Regions from separate parts of the Sus scrofa genome. Here all the other regions are linked to region 3. Evidence: chromatin contacts called from public HiChIP or PLAC-seq data. All regions are on one chromosome and are shown on one strand. Each heading gives the region's core, a stretch centred on a gene start, on an enhancer-like site or on the middle of the called end of the contact. The rest is flanking DNA. Distances are from core to core; before and after follow the strand shown.

Region 1 (3,308 bases), core at 670-3,169, 360 kb after region 3:
TATCCTGGCCCCTTGTGGGCCCTGCGTGGACCAGAGTGTGGAGGGAGGAGCCCCCCAGCCCCCAATGTGAGATCTCCTCGGCCCGGTGATCCAAGACATCCGCCTCCCGCTGACGGCCCCATCAGCCCTATCCAGGCTGGAGCCAGGAGAGACTCTGAGCTCACGGGCCTGACGCTGGTCTTGCCCTCAGGCTGCTGTCGCCGCGGCCCAGCCTCCTGACCCCGACCAGCGATGCCAGGACCAACGCCTCGCCCCAGAAGCCACTGGACCTGAAGCAGCTGAAGCAGCGTGCAGCCGCCATCCCCCCAATTGTGAGTGTGCCGATCTGCCTCCCATGCCCCAGGACTCCCGCCGAGCCTGTGACCTTCACTTCCTGCTGGGGAGACAGTAAATCAGGCTGAGTGCGGGGGGTGGAGGGGGTGGAGGCGGGGGGAGGCTGCACCTGCAGCCTCGCTCTTCCCTGTTTCCTGGAGAAATCCCCATGGAGACCACGCGGAAGGGCTCAGGGAGTGGCAGGTGTGCCGGGCGGGGCCCCGGGGACCAGGCCTGCAGGTCTCCTCCCTCTGGCCTCCCAGCCTCACTCAGGGGCCCCTGAAGCAAGCTTGGGCACTGTTACCAAGCCACCCGCTCCTGCCGAGGGTTTTCCAGAGCTCCCCAGATCAGGCCCTGGGTTGTGCGTGGGCAGGAAGTCTCCCCACTGTCATAGCAGCTCAGAGAGAAGGACGGGGCCCCCACCAGTTAACGTGAGACCCTTTCTGAGGACCCCAAAGAAGCCTCACCCGGCCAAGCAGGAGCACCCTCTGAGGTGCCCTTCTCATGATGGCTCAGTCATTGCCATCCCCCTTGGGGGAGGTGGGCCCGGGCTTCCCAAGTGCAGCTGGGGGCTGAGGGCTGAAAGGGTCTGAGCTGAGCAGGGCTCAGAGGGGTGAGGGGCACAAGGCATACCAGGCTGTGCTGCCTGCTTCCTGAGGCTGGGCACGGTCCGCATTTGTCAGCCTCCATCTCTCTGGGACCCAGAAAGATTTGGGGACGGGGGAAGGGGCTGGTGGGGAGGTTAGCATTGGTTCCCGCATCCACTGCCAGCCAGCTGATATCAGCGGGGACATCCTATACCCTTTGTGTAGAGCCCTGCCCTTCCGGCCCTCGAGCTGTGTGCCCCCTGGGTGTGTCACTCCCTCTTCCAGGCCTCAGTTTCCAGGCTGGTCACACACAGGGGTTCTGGAAGGCTTCCCCTGATCTCTGTGACCTCTGGGCGGCCTGTCAAGACGCTCACTTCTCCCTGCCTCTCTCAGCAGGTCACCAAAGTCCACGAACCCCCCCGGGAGGACACGGCTCCCCCTAAGCCAGCTCCCCCTGCCCCACCAGCACCGCAGCACCTGCAGCCGGAGGGTGACACCCCCCAGCAGCCCAGCAACAGCCCTCGAGGCAAAAGCAGGAGTCCTGTGCCTCCTGCCGAGAAGGAGGGTAAGTGTGTGTCGGTGGCTGAGAGAGTGTGAGTGAGGGCAAATGGGTGGGCATAGCGGCATTTGTGTGTGCAGAGCAGCTGTTGCAAACTCCATACCTACAGTGTTGGGGCAGGCCAAGTAAATGAGTAAAACATGTGGGAGTGAGGCAGTAGGGGACGGTGGGGACTGTGGCAAATTAGAGAACTCCTGGTTTTTTCAAACACAGGCACACATTGGCCTCAGCCGTGTTACCACGTAGTGATACAGGCCCGCAGTTGTCCTTTCAGAGAAGCTAGAAATCAATCTTTCCATGTGAAATCTAGTTTCTCAATATTGGCAACTTCTCAAAATTTTCAAAAGTGTTGTGCATAGACAAAAACATGTCTGTGGCTCCGCCTCTGGTTCCATGTGATTCAGTCCACACATGAGCTTCTAGACCCACAGATGAAGCTCAGTGCCAGCTGGCAATAACTGTGATCTGGGCAGGAAGCGCTGCCCCCTCCAGCCTTCACTCTGACCTTATTCCAGGCCAAGGTCCCTGGGTTCACTAGGGAGCCAGTGGGGTGATTCCCCAAGCAGCTGTGTTGCAGCAGCTGCGTTGCAGCAACTGCCCAGGGCGTGCTTTATTGTCACCACGTGAAGCTCAAGGTCAGGAGACAGGTGGGGCGTGGTTTCTTATTCTCTGGATCTTCTGTCTTTGCCCCGCTCCCCACTGGACCCAAGAAATCTCAAGCCTCTGTCCCAAAGGGGCACTCGTCCCAGATCAGCCTGTCCTGTCCCAGGCATTGGGGGCTGACCCTACAGAGGGTCCCCCACTCTGGGCTAGCCCAGGCTCCTGCAGGCTGCTCTAGGGCTCTGAGGGCAGCAGGACCCCAGGTGACCCTCTGTGATCAATGCAGCCCAGGGACAGGTTCGGGCGGCTAAGGCCACCTGCGCCCCCACCCCCACCCCCCACCAGCCTTGGGTATAACAGCGTCCTGCTGTCTCTAAAAAGCCACGCTGGCCCTTGGCCATGGGCCTCCCTGAGGGTGAGGCCATGTGCCTGTCTGAGGACAAAGAGCAGGGCCGTCCCTGAAGCAGGACAGCTCCACACTTCCTGCAAGTGACTCCCCAGCTAATCAGCCCACCTCAACTGCCTCCCCATGGCCGCCTTCACCTGCCGCAGGAAATCCGGATGCCACCCATATGGACCAGCTTATGGCCACAGGGCAGGATGTTCTTCGAACACCTAGATTGCTCAGCACTGTGCCAGGCAGCGGGGGGGGTCAGCAGGGAATAGGATCAAGTCCCCATTTGGAGGAGCTGCTGTTTTTGTGAATGAGGAGGCCCTTAGACCAGGGAGCATGGCAGGAAGCCAGGTGACTTTAGAGTAGTTCATGCATCGAAAGAGACAAGACGGGAGTTCCCCTCATGGCACAGCAAAAATGAATCCTGCTAGGAACCATGAGGTTGTGGGTTTGATCCCTGATCTCATTCAGTGGGTTAAGGATCTAGCATTCCCATGAGCTGTGGTGTAGGTCACAGATGCGGCTCAGATCTGGTGTTGCTGTGGCTGTGGTTGTGGCTGGCAGCTGTAACTCTGATTCAACCCCTAACCTGGGAACCTCCATGTGCCGTGGGTGCGGCCCTAAAAAGCTAAAAAAAGAAAAGAAAGCGACAAGACAGAGGGAGTGAAGAGGGGCTCAGGGAAGTGTCTCTGTAAAAAGAAGGTAGTTGTGGGACAGTCTGGGGGAAGGGCATTCCAGGCACAGGAACAGCACATGCAAAGCCCTAGGGTGGGAATAAGTTTGTTGTGTTTGCAGGGCTGGTGGGAGGTGGTGGCACTGTGGGGATTTTGTCTCAGGTGCAGAATGAGCCTTTGCC
Region 2 (3,488 bases), core at 121-2,620, 300 kb after region 3:
GATTTCACACTCTGTTAATCCAGTAGCTGAAGAAGGGGGGACCCAGGCTGGGCAGGTATCTGCTGGGGCCCCCCTATGACAGCTTGCACCTTTTAAGGTTCTCGGAGACCTCTTGTTTTCAGCAGAATTAATAGCACTTGGGGCCTTTGACAGTTGTGTACCAGTGGCGTAGAACTCCACCAGTTACTGGCTTTGTGACTTGGAGCTTCTATTTCCCTTGCCTGAGCCTCAGTTTCCACATCTGTAAAATGGATGTAGTCACAGTGTCTCCTTATTCAGCGTCTCTAGGTGCTCAGTGCATAACAATCAGTAAACGTCGGCGGAGGGTATAGGTTGGAGGGGGGTGAAACAGGTGCCCTAAGAGATTCTCAAGTTTGATTCCTGGTCTCCTGGGGACTCTCCCTCTGCTTGGGGAAACCTTGAGGAAAGGATTCGGGGGGAAGGAAGTGTCACTTGGGCAGGGAGAGGAGGGGAAGGGAAGATTTTTTCTGTCTGGAAAAGAAAGGCGTTGGGGTGTTTCCAGCTTTGCAAACTGCCTGAGGCAGGTTCCTAGGCTGGGAAGCCTGCCTGGGACTCGGACTCGCGGCTTCCTCTGGGAAGAGAGAAGAGGCCGTTCCGGATTCTCCAGTGTCTGGTTGGGAAGCAGGGGAGGGGCCCCCTGGCTGCCTGCCCAGCCATCTGGAGGGCTGGGCAGGACGATCGCCAGGCGCTGGCCCAGGCTCCCTCCCGGGGTCCCAGGGCCCCTGCCTTGCCAGCAGCCTCTTCTCTCCCTGGGGGAGACCTCAGGGCCGGTGGTGCTTCTTGGGGACGGGCAGGCCGAGGCTCCGCCCAGCCTCCCCAGAGCCCCAGAGCAGCCTTGACCCACATCTCCACCCCCGCTGTCCGCCTGCTCCTGTGGCCCTGACATTTCAGCCAGGCCGAGCTCTTTCCCAGTAATTCTCCTGGCAGCTCAGGAAGCCAGCTGGTGGGGCGCCAGCTCCCCGCCACCCCTCCAGCTTCAGTCCCTTCTTGCCTCCTCCTGGGCTGGCTTGCCTTCTGCCTGCCTCCCTGCGGGCGCCCAGAGCCTCTGCTCCCACCTCTCCCGGGGAGGCCCGGCGGCCTCACCAGTCCTGCCCTGTGACCTCGCCAGTGGGGGCCCCTGAGTGGGCCGGGCAAGGCCCAGCTTCCCAGGCCCAGCCGGAGATAGAAACAAAAGCAGATTTTAAAAGGGGGGGAACCCCAGCAAAGGGCTGCATGTAATGTCCTCATTTTTCCTGGAACCCGCCTCCAGCAGGACAAACAAATGTATTTTCAAAGGCGCTAAAACCAGTGACTCACTCCAAGGAACGCCCTCTCTTACCCCTCGGTCCCGCCCGCAGCCCTTCCCACACCCCCCTGGGCTTAATTGCTCCGAGTGGGGCGGCGCCCGTCCAGCCGGGCCAGCGGAGATGGCAGGCGCCCGGGAGCTCGGCGGCTGCCCAGCCGGGAAGCTCCTCTCGTCCTGGTCTCAGGGCCGCCCTTCTCTCCCTACAGGTTCATGCAGCACCCCAAGAACTTCGGCCTGATCGCATCATTCCTGGAGAGGAAGGTAAGTGCCTGCCTGCTAGCCCTGCGCCATCCGTCCCTTTTGGCGTCCACTCCTGCCGCGGCCTCCTGGGCCGGGGAGAAGGACCCTCCCACCCCGCCCACGAGGCCTCTGCCTGCTTGCTCCTTGCTTTCCTTACTGTGTCTGCGAGCACTTCCCTCCTTCCTCCCTCCTGGGAGAAGCAGCCACAGGCCCCGCCCCGGCCCTGGGGGTGGAGCTAAGGCCGGGAAACCCCAGGAGAGCTGTGTGCACTGCAGGCTTCTCCAAAGACCGCTCCTTAGACAGGGCAGCCAGCATCCTGACAGATTGGGCTCAGGTTCCAGAAGCCATATGCCATGCCTGGCCTCCTAGTTAAGGCTGGATGGGCAAGAGTGGTTGTCCTCTGGGGTCCTGGACAAAGTGACCCTTCTAGTCCCTCTGATGGTCACTCTATGTTGATAACCCTGATGCCAACCCTGGCGTGTGGCTGGCAAGTCCTCATCCCCACTGAGTAGACCTTTACATAGAACTGACACTCGAGGAGTTCTCTGGTGGTGCAGTGGGTTAAGGATCTGGTGTTGTCACTGTAATGGCACAGGTTTGATTGTTGGCCTGGGAACTTCCACAGGCCGGGGTTAGGCCAACCACCCCCCCCACACACACAGACATTTGCACCCCACCTTGGCCCCAAACCCAGCCTGGGGCAGCGCCTCTCTCTGCTCTGGCTCCCGTTAGCAGGTGGATACAAAGCATCCCAGAGAATGGGAAAGCCCCCTTTTATGCACCCACGAGGCTGGCCTAGGCAGTGGCTGGATCAGCCACAGGTAGGAAGGAGCTGGTCTGGGGGCTGGATGTGGCCCTAGGTCACAGTTGGCCATTGGACTCCACATCATCAGGGCGGAGCCAGACAAGCTTCCTGAAAAGATTTACTTTCTGGAGTTGCCATGCTGGGTGTTCTAAGCAACGTTTCCCTAAATCTTGTTTCTCAGAGGTGGGGTGCCCGCCCACCCCCAGCTTTGCAAATACCCAGCTGCTGGAGGCCTCACACTTCCTTGCTGTGGGAGGGCGGTCGGAGCAGGATCCGGGCGGTTATTTTAAAGGGTAACAGTTGTTCCCAGCATCTGCCCTTAATGAGCTGATAACCATAGAAGGAGGGAGATGGGGCAGTGTGGGGAAATGAAATCTCTCCCTGCCTGAAAAACCAGTGTGGAGAAGCAATCCCTATAAATAGCCTCTCCTCCGAGGGAGTGACAGCTTCTTCCTAGGGGTGTGGACCACACAGGAGGTTTTAGGTTGGGGCTCCCAGAGATGGAAACAGGGGTTTCTGAAATTGGTAATTGACCAGCACCGTTTGGGAATGAGGGGATCAGAGGTCCCTGTGCTGGAAAAACTTTATCTGTTCTTTGGCTAAGAGGCAGCCCAAGCTGAGACTTCAATAGAGTTTCCAGAAGAGTCTGAAGCTGGAGGTTCCAGCGATGCCTTTGAGGACTGGCATGAGAGAGGCGAATAGTAGGGTGGGAGCTGGGTGGACTGGCCAACCCCTGCCCTTGTGGAGGGCCACCTGATGCTTTAGGGCCAGCTCGTGGTCGCCCAGCACAGGAAGGTATTCTCCAGAATTTGTTCAAGGAGAAGTTGGACGCCCACATCACCCAGTTTGCAAATGCTGGCATCTGATTGTAAAATGTTTTTCTTCACTATTTGGCAGGCCATGCTGGTGGCCAAATTTAGCCTGGGAGCAGCCCCTGTTCATAGCACAATCCAGGAAGTGGATAAGGACACAGGGCTTTGAGGCCCAGCCCGCCTCTGCACCCAGCAGCCCTCATGGGATGCCCCTCAGAGGCCAGGTCCTGGCGTGGCACCAGCTCCGAGCATCATACCAACACTTTACATCGTGTCAGTGATGGCTGCCGGCTTTAGTGAGCACCTAGACCAGCCCCGCGGCTGC
Region 3 (3,171 bases), core at 547-3,046:
CCTAAAAAAGTAAATAAATAAAGTGGGTGAGAAAAAAGGTAGATAATTAGCCCAGGGCCTGGAGTGAGTGGAAAGTGCTTAATATGACAGCTGGTAAAGCTGATTCCTCTTCCTTGTGATTTAGTCATTTTTCTCTTAGGTATGTGCCAAAGTGAAACTCTTGCCTGTGTGCCCTGAACTATGGGTACAAGAATGTGCTTGGCAGCCCTATTCACTGGGCTCCAGCAAAATGTGGAACCAACCCAAATACTCTTTGCCAGGAAGATGGATAACTATGGTGTGGAATATTACACAGTAGAGAAAATGAATAGGCAGCAGCTCTAGGCTCACATGGGCTGAGTCTCAGTAAAAGATAGTGTCAGTAAATGGCAGAATTTCTTAACTGACACTTTTTTAATTTTAATTTTTTCTCATTTTAATTTCAAATTTTTTTTGGCTGCCCCAAGGCATATGGAGTTCCCAGGCCAGGGATTGAATCTGAGCTGCAGCTATGACTTACACTGCAGCTGTGGCAATGCCAGATCCTTAACCCCCTGCACTGCGGCAGGAACTCCTCATTTTAATTTTTTTAATCTCAGTTTTGCTGAGAATTCACATACGATGTAATTCACCTTCTTAAATCATGCAATTCAATGGATCTTAGTCTATTCACAGAGCTGTGTCCTTATCACCCTGATCAATTTTAGAACATTTGCATCGTCCCTGAAGGGCAATCCCCTACCCATCAGCGGTCACCCCATTACTTCCTCCCCTGCCTCTGGCAACCACCAATCTACTTATTGTCTCCATGGATTTGCCCTTTCTGGGCATTTCACATCCATGGCATCACACAACGTGGGACCTTTCATGTCTGGGTTCTCTTGTTCACCATTAGATTTTCAAGGTTCATCCACACTGTAGCCTGTTGCATCATGTCATTCCTCTTTATGGCTGAATCCTATTCCATCATTGAAAGGACCACATACTGTTTATTCATCCATCAATGGACATTTGGGTTGTTTCCCATTTGGTTTTTTTGGCCTTACCCGAAGCATGTGGAAGTTCCCTGGCCAGGCATTGAATCCAGACGGCAGCTGTGACCTGTGCCATGGCTGCAGCAACACTGGATCCTTAACCCACTGCACCACAGCAGGAGCTTCCTGTTTCTTTCTTTCTTTTTTCGTAACTAAAGTATATACACATGTTTGCATGTGTGGATGTTTGCGTTGTGTGGATGTTTGCGTGAACAAATGTTTCCATTTCTCCTGGGACTGTTGATGTTGAGAACACGGGTCACTCTGTTGCAGGGAGCTTCCTGGGCACGCAAGATGGTGAGCAGCGTCCCTGGAGCCTACCCACTAGATGCCAGTCACGTACCACACCCAACCAGTCATGACAAGCTGAAATGTCTCCAGACATCCGCCGGAGGCAAATTCACGCTTAGGAAATCACTGGGGTTGAATGAAAACACCTAGCCCAGAAGACTACGCATAACATGACACCCTTGTTATGATGCTCGCAAACAACTCGAACTCCATACTATAATCTTCAGTGCCCCGCTTCTTAAGGTATGGTCCCCAGTAACAGTGGCGGCACTGTCCCCACGAAAGGTGTTAGAAATGCCAATTCTTGGACCTTGCTCCGGACCTGCAGAATCAGACACTCTGGGGCTGGGGCCTGGAATCTATCTTCACAGCTGTCCTGGTGATTCTGAGCCCACTGAAGCCTGAGAAGCACAAGTGTGGACACACACATAAACAGATGCCCCCAGTAATCTTCATGCAAAGAAGCAAGGGAATGGGAATTCAGGACCTGGTGTTGTCACTGCTGGGGCATGGAGTCAATCCCTAGCCCAGGAACGTTTGTATACTGGGGGGTGGGGGGAGGGGTGGGCAGCCAAAACCGAAACAAAACAAAACAAAAAAAAGAAGAAGCAAGGAAATGACAAACGTAAATTCTGGGTGCTGTGCCTGGCCTGAAGTGAGGACAAAATAGTTGCTCATGAGATCAAGGAAAGGTGCTTACATGGCTGGGGAGAGGGGACCCATGGGGAACTGCATGAGGCACAGTCTTGTCCCTGCCCTGGGAACAGTGTCACATGAGTGTCCATTGTATTACAGAACAATAAGTTCAAAGGTACAGAAAGTGGTGAAGAGCTAGACAAAACTATAAAATAAAAAACATGCCAGGTGGGAGTTCCTGCTGTGGCGCAGTGGATCAATAGTTATGGCTCGGATTAGATCCCTAGACGGTGAAAAAGAAAACAAAAACAAAAAAACCCGGCCAGGTACCCACCAACAAAGGGAGTGAGTCAGGAGACGATGGTTAACCCAATTTTGTGCATCTGCGGTCATTCAGAACCAAGGCTGGCTATTATTGCCATGTTCAAGTTGATTCATCCAAAAGGGAAGGGGGGATCTTGACACGCCCACCAAGAGCTGACCTTTGCTGTCTATTAGTCACTTTCCTTTTTCAGACACCTCTTCTTGGCCTTAGAAATTAGGAGTAGTTGCTGTGTTCCCTGGGCGGCTCAGTGGGTTAAGATCTGGCATTGTCACTGTTGGCGCCAGGATTCGATCCCTGGCCTGGGAACTTCTGCATGCCACAGTCAAGGACAAATAAAAAAAATTAGGAGCAGTTGCTTTGATGATTTTTTTGTTTGTTTTTTTTGGTCTTTTTGTCTTTTCTATGGCCGCACCATGGCATATGGAGGTTCCCAGGCTAGGGGTCCAATCAGAGCTGTAGCCGCTGGCCTACGCCACAGCCACAGCAACACCGGATCCTTAACCCACTGAGCGAGGCCATGGATTGAACCTGCAACCTCATGGTTCCTAGTTGGATTCGTTTCCACTGTGCCACAACGGGAACTCCTGCTTTGATCTTTTGAGCAACATCTCTATGTGCCAGATCTATGTTAGCTAAGCACCCCCAGTCATACTGGTGCATGGTGTCCCATTTTACAGTTGGAGAAACTGAGTCTCAAAGCTTAAGTGATTTGCTTGAGGTATTCAGAGACATGGGAATAGAGCCAGACCTCAGTGAAGGTCTGTCTATGGCTGGACCTCCAGGGGCAGGAGCAGAGTCACTCTGAACATCAAGGCCAAGGCCCTGCTGGGATTTCCTCCAACGAAAGCTGAATTCAAGATGTCTTTGTTTCTACATCAACAGCCCTAACCCTGTCCATTAAAGGCC
Region 4 (3,471 bases), core at 801-3,300, 330 kb after region 3:
TCTTTCGCCTCATTCCACACTCCAAGTCCATGACTCACACCTCCTGGCTTGACTTCCTGTCTTGGTCAATTTCACTTCCTAGTTCCTGCCTCCTGACACTTCAGAACGAAACTCCTTCCTTAGAAATTAGAAGTGGGGTCAGGGAATCCGGACCACAGGGAGTATAAGCAGAATGTGCTGTCTGGGGCGCCAGCATAGCATGTGCATGGGCGTGCCCCTGGTGTGCCAGGGGGCACGCCCTCCTCCTGTCTCTTCTTTCGGGGGGCGGGGGTGTCCCAGGACCCCCTGCAGGCATAAACGCTCACCCTCCTCCTCTCTTTGGGAGCTGCAGAGGGGCAGCAGAGATGCCTGGGGGACATGCCCAGTGGACCCCCAGGCCTGGATGCCCAGGGTGTCTGGAGCTCTGTTCATTTGCCAAGTGCCTCCTGCACACCTAGCAGTTTTGGGTGCAGAGACACAGCTGTCAATGAGCAGTGGAGACAAGAAGCTGATTTCAGCTGCCAGTAAGACCCCCTGACGGCAGGGTGTCTTGGGAGGATGGCTTTGGAGAGAATGGTTGGTCAAGGAAGGCTGCTGTGGGGAGTCACTTGAAGCTGAGAACTAAAGACCTGTGAAAAAGCGGCCAGGCAGGCCAAGTGTCGATGGCTGGGCAGAAGAGGTTCTGGTGGCTGGAGTGAGTGAGCAAGAGGAGAAGGAGGGAGCAGGCTCGAAGCGGGCAGGACTGGCCCTCATGCACCGTGAGGAGGTCTTTGGATGTTATTTGCAGAGCTTTGGGTCATCATTGTAAGATCTGAGCAGAGGAGTGACATGATGGGATGGGTATCCTTAAAAGCTCACCTGGCCTCCCTTGAGGAGAACGGATCGTGGGCAGCACGTCCCAGGTCCCCCACACGGTTGGAATGTGTGGCCCTCCCCTGGTGGTATGCCCGGAACCCAGGATGAGGGCTGGGGGTAGGATGTGCGACGGGGAGGGGGCGAGCGGGAACAGGAGTGCTTCAGAGACCTGTGGCCTATTGTTCCTTGGGTTTTGTGAGCAGGATGGAAAGGCTGAGGGCCAAAGGGACAAGCAGGTCAATGACCCCAGAGTTGGAGAAATCGGTCGTGACCTGGATCTCGATCCAAAGTTCAACCCAGTTAACTTTCAACCTCCTGGGAGCTGCCTGGGGCGTCCATAGCAGGTGTTTGTATGGGACGCAGGCTGACCTGGCTGTCACGGGTGTCTCAGTGAGGAAGGAAAGAGGACGCCCTAGAGAGCCAGCCCTCTAGCAACTCCAAACCCTCCTCCCACCCTCAGTGATTGGAGGTCTCATTTGCACTTAGAAGAGGCTCCTCAAATAGAGTCCCCCATCTCGAGGGCCTGGTCACCTTGGCAGCATCAGGCCGGGTTGGGGGCAGACCACAGGTGGAACCAGCACTGGGGAATGACAGCGGAAGAAGCTGTTTGCTCCTGTCTGCTGGGGTGGAGAAGCTCTGTTTTTCTGAACCCTCATCTGTTCTTACCGCTGCTGACGCCGCCACCGCCACGGATGGGGAGAGAGGGAGGGGGGGAGAGCCTGTGCCAATTTGGCCCGCCCCTTCTGAACCTGGGCTTCTGCCACACTCCCCCGCCCCGCCTGCTCCTGCGAGCCTCCGTCTGGAGGTCACATTCAGCCCTGACGCGCCTCGCTGGGTCAGGCAGCAGGAAGATCAGCCGATCCCAGGCTCTCTGTGAGGCTGCCCAGGCACTGCTACCTGACAGGCTGGGGTCTTTGGACTCTGTCCTCAGAGTAGGGAGGTGTCAGGGGTCTGGGGACTGAGCACCGGTATTGGGCACATTGGTGCCCTAAGGAGGCGAGGACGCTGTGCTTCCTGGTGACGCCTGGCACAGGGCACCGAGCACACAGCCGACAGCTTCTCGCCACCCGCCCCCATCGGCGAAGGGCACCTCGCACGCCTGCAGCTGCGGGGGGCACGGCTCAGGGGTGGCAGCGCCGGAGGAGCCCTGGGCCACCACGGCGCGCAGCACGGAGCTGCTTCCCCGCCCTTCCCGGAGCCAGCCTCCGCCTGCCGCCCTCCCACCGCCCGGCCCCTCCCTCTTCCCCCCTCCCTCGCGCGTTGGACGAGAAGGATGTGAGGCAGAGCTGAGCCGCCAGCAGACGCCAGCCAGAAGCCTTGCGGAGCCGGCACCACGGCCGCCCAGCCTCCCGCCTCCCAGCCCGCTGCTCCCAGCTCCGATCCCTGGAGCATCCTCCAAGCCGTATGTTTCCGGAAAACTTGGCCGAGGGGGAGACGCAGATGAGAGGATGTGAGTGAGTGGCTCCGGGGAGGGGATGAGGGGGGTGCTTTGTGCCACGGTGACAGGGACCCCCCCCAGGGCCGGCGACTTGGGAGTTCTAACCCGTGAGATCTCACCGTCTTTCTCTTGGCGCCCCTTCCCCTGCCTCTGGCTGTGGGGCTGGGTCTTTTCAGGAAGGAGGGAAGTGCTTGGGTCTGTGTTTGGGGCAGGCAGGTCTTGGGGGTCTTGGCTGGCACATGCTTAGAGGTGCTCTCTCCAGGTAGACAGGGTGGGGGGGGCTTTCAGCTGCGTCTAGTCCCGGTGGTCTCCAAGGCTTGGTGGGACCTATAGAGCACCACCCTGAGCCCGGCATCCTCAGTCTGGGGTTCCCAGAACCAGAACCAGAAGGAAAACTCTCCACCCCCATCGCAGGGACCCTGGCCAGTAATATTAGGACACTCACCCTAGTCCTTCACACAGCAGTTAAAGAAACTGAGGCCCCAGAGCAGAGGGGGTGGTGGAGACCCCACAGCAGTTCTGGCCAAGGCTTCTGGACCACTCAGTCCAGTGTTCCTTCACCAGTAGTTTCGGGGGAGAGCTGGGTGACCCCCCCTGCCAAGCTCCTGCTCCAGGAGTGAGGTTAATTAGGACCCTAAACCCCCCCCCCCCGCCCGAAGCCAACTCTAAGCCGCTTCTTTATTTATGTGTTGAGTTGTAAATGTCAACCTGTGGGGGGGGTCCTGCCACCCCCTGGGCCCTCGTTCCCCTCACCCCACACCCCCCAGCAGGCCCAGATGGGAGACCCGCCCTCTCCCTACCGGGGTTCCGGCCGACGTGTTTGCCTGGGTTCTCTTGGCCCCGGCTGGGGAAATATAAATAAACGCGTCCCCGTCGTCCTCCGCCAGGTTCTGTGGAAGTGGCAGCTGCTGCTGGCGCGGGCAGAAGGAAAGGTCAGGGGGCTGGGTTACACTTGATCCCACGCCCCGGCCCTCCCCTCTGTGCCTGTCCTTGAGGAACCCTGAGGAGCTGCCGAGGAGCCACGTGGCCCCATGGCCTTCACGGGGGAGCAGGTGGCCTGTCAGTCCAGCACCACCCCCACCCCGCTGGGTCCAGAGGCGGGAGAGCAGAAAACTTGGGTTCTGATGTCCACTTGGGCCCCTGGCCCATCCTACAAGCTTGAGAGTTGCTGTGATCCCTTGAGCCTTGGTTTCCCCCGT

What was found. HiChIP or PLAC-seq counts read pairs in DNA pulled down with a chosen protein or histone mark.
Region 1: an H3K27ac HiChIP or PLAC-seq map of alveolar macrophages shows a contact between it and region 3. The contact joins two enhancer-like sites. A contact is called at or near these places in 2 of 2 datasets of contacts at active chromatin or transcription factors (alveolar macrophages and skeletal muscle).
Region 2: a contact with region 3 is called in an H3K27ac HiChIP or PLAC-seq map of alveolar macrophages. The contact joins two enhancer-like sites. A contact is called at or near these places in 2 of 2 datasets of contacts at active chromatin or transcription factors (alveolar macrophages and skeletal muscle).
Region 4: a contact with region 3 is called in an H3K27ac HiChIP or PLAC-seq map of alveolar macrophages. The contact joins two enhancer-like sites. A contact is called at or near these places in 1 of 47 Hi-C or Micro-C datasets (liver) and 2 of 2 datasets of contacts at active chromatin or transcription factors (alveolar macrophages and skeletal muscle).

The regions. Positions count from the first base shown.
Region 1 is chr14:28,782,677-28,785,984 of Sscrofa11.1, forward strand. It overlaps NCOR2 (nuclear receptor corepressor 2), which reads left to right. Exons shown (of 49, transcript NM_001044576.1): 23 at 191-311; 24 at 1,293-1,464. Among named protein-coding and RNA genes, the nearest start is that of RFLNA, 57 kb to the right of the region's middle. Within about 2 kb of position 1,920, at least 18 of the 83 cell types and tissues checked have an H3K27ac peak or open chromatin away from gene starts, as enhancers often do. A contact at or near this core is called in alveolar macrophages, where this site is marked.
Region 2 is chr14:28,724,736-28,728,223 of Sscrofa11.1, forward strand. NCOR2 (nuclear receptor corepressor 2) reads left to right here. Exons shown (of 49, transcript NM_001044576.1): 14 at 1,513-1,567. Among named protein-coding and RNA genes, the nearest start is that of NCOR2, 84 kb to the left of the region's middle. Within about 2 kb of position 1,371, at least 57 of the 83 cell types and tissues checked have an H3K27ac peak or open chromatin away from gene starts, as enhancers often do. A contact at or near this core is called in alveolar macrophages, where this site is marked.
Region 3 is chr14:28,426,230-28,429,400 of Sscrofa11.1, forward strand. No RefSeq gene overlaps it. Among named protein-coding and RNA genes, the nearest start is that of SCARB1, 130 kb to the left of the region's middle. Within about 2 kb of position 1,797, at least 5 of the 83 cell types and tissues checked have an H3K27ac peak or open chromatin away from gene starts, as enhancers often do. A contact at or near this core is called in alveolar macrophages, where this site is marked.
Region 4 is chr14:28,757,806-28,761,276 of Sscrofa11.1, forward strand. All of the region lies in intron 18 of NCOR2 (nuclear receptor corepressor 2), which reads left to right. Among named protein-coding and RNA genes, the nearest start is that of RFLNA, 82 kb to the right of the region's middle. Within about 2 kb of position 2,051, at least 63 of the 83 cell types and tissues checked have an H3K27ac peak or open chromatin away from gene starts, as enhancers often do. A contact at or near this core is called in alveolar macrophages, where this site is marked.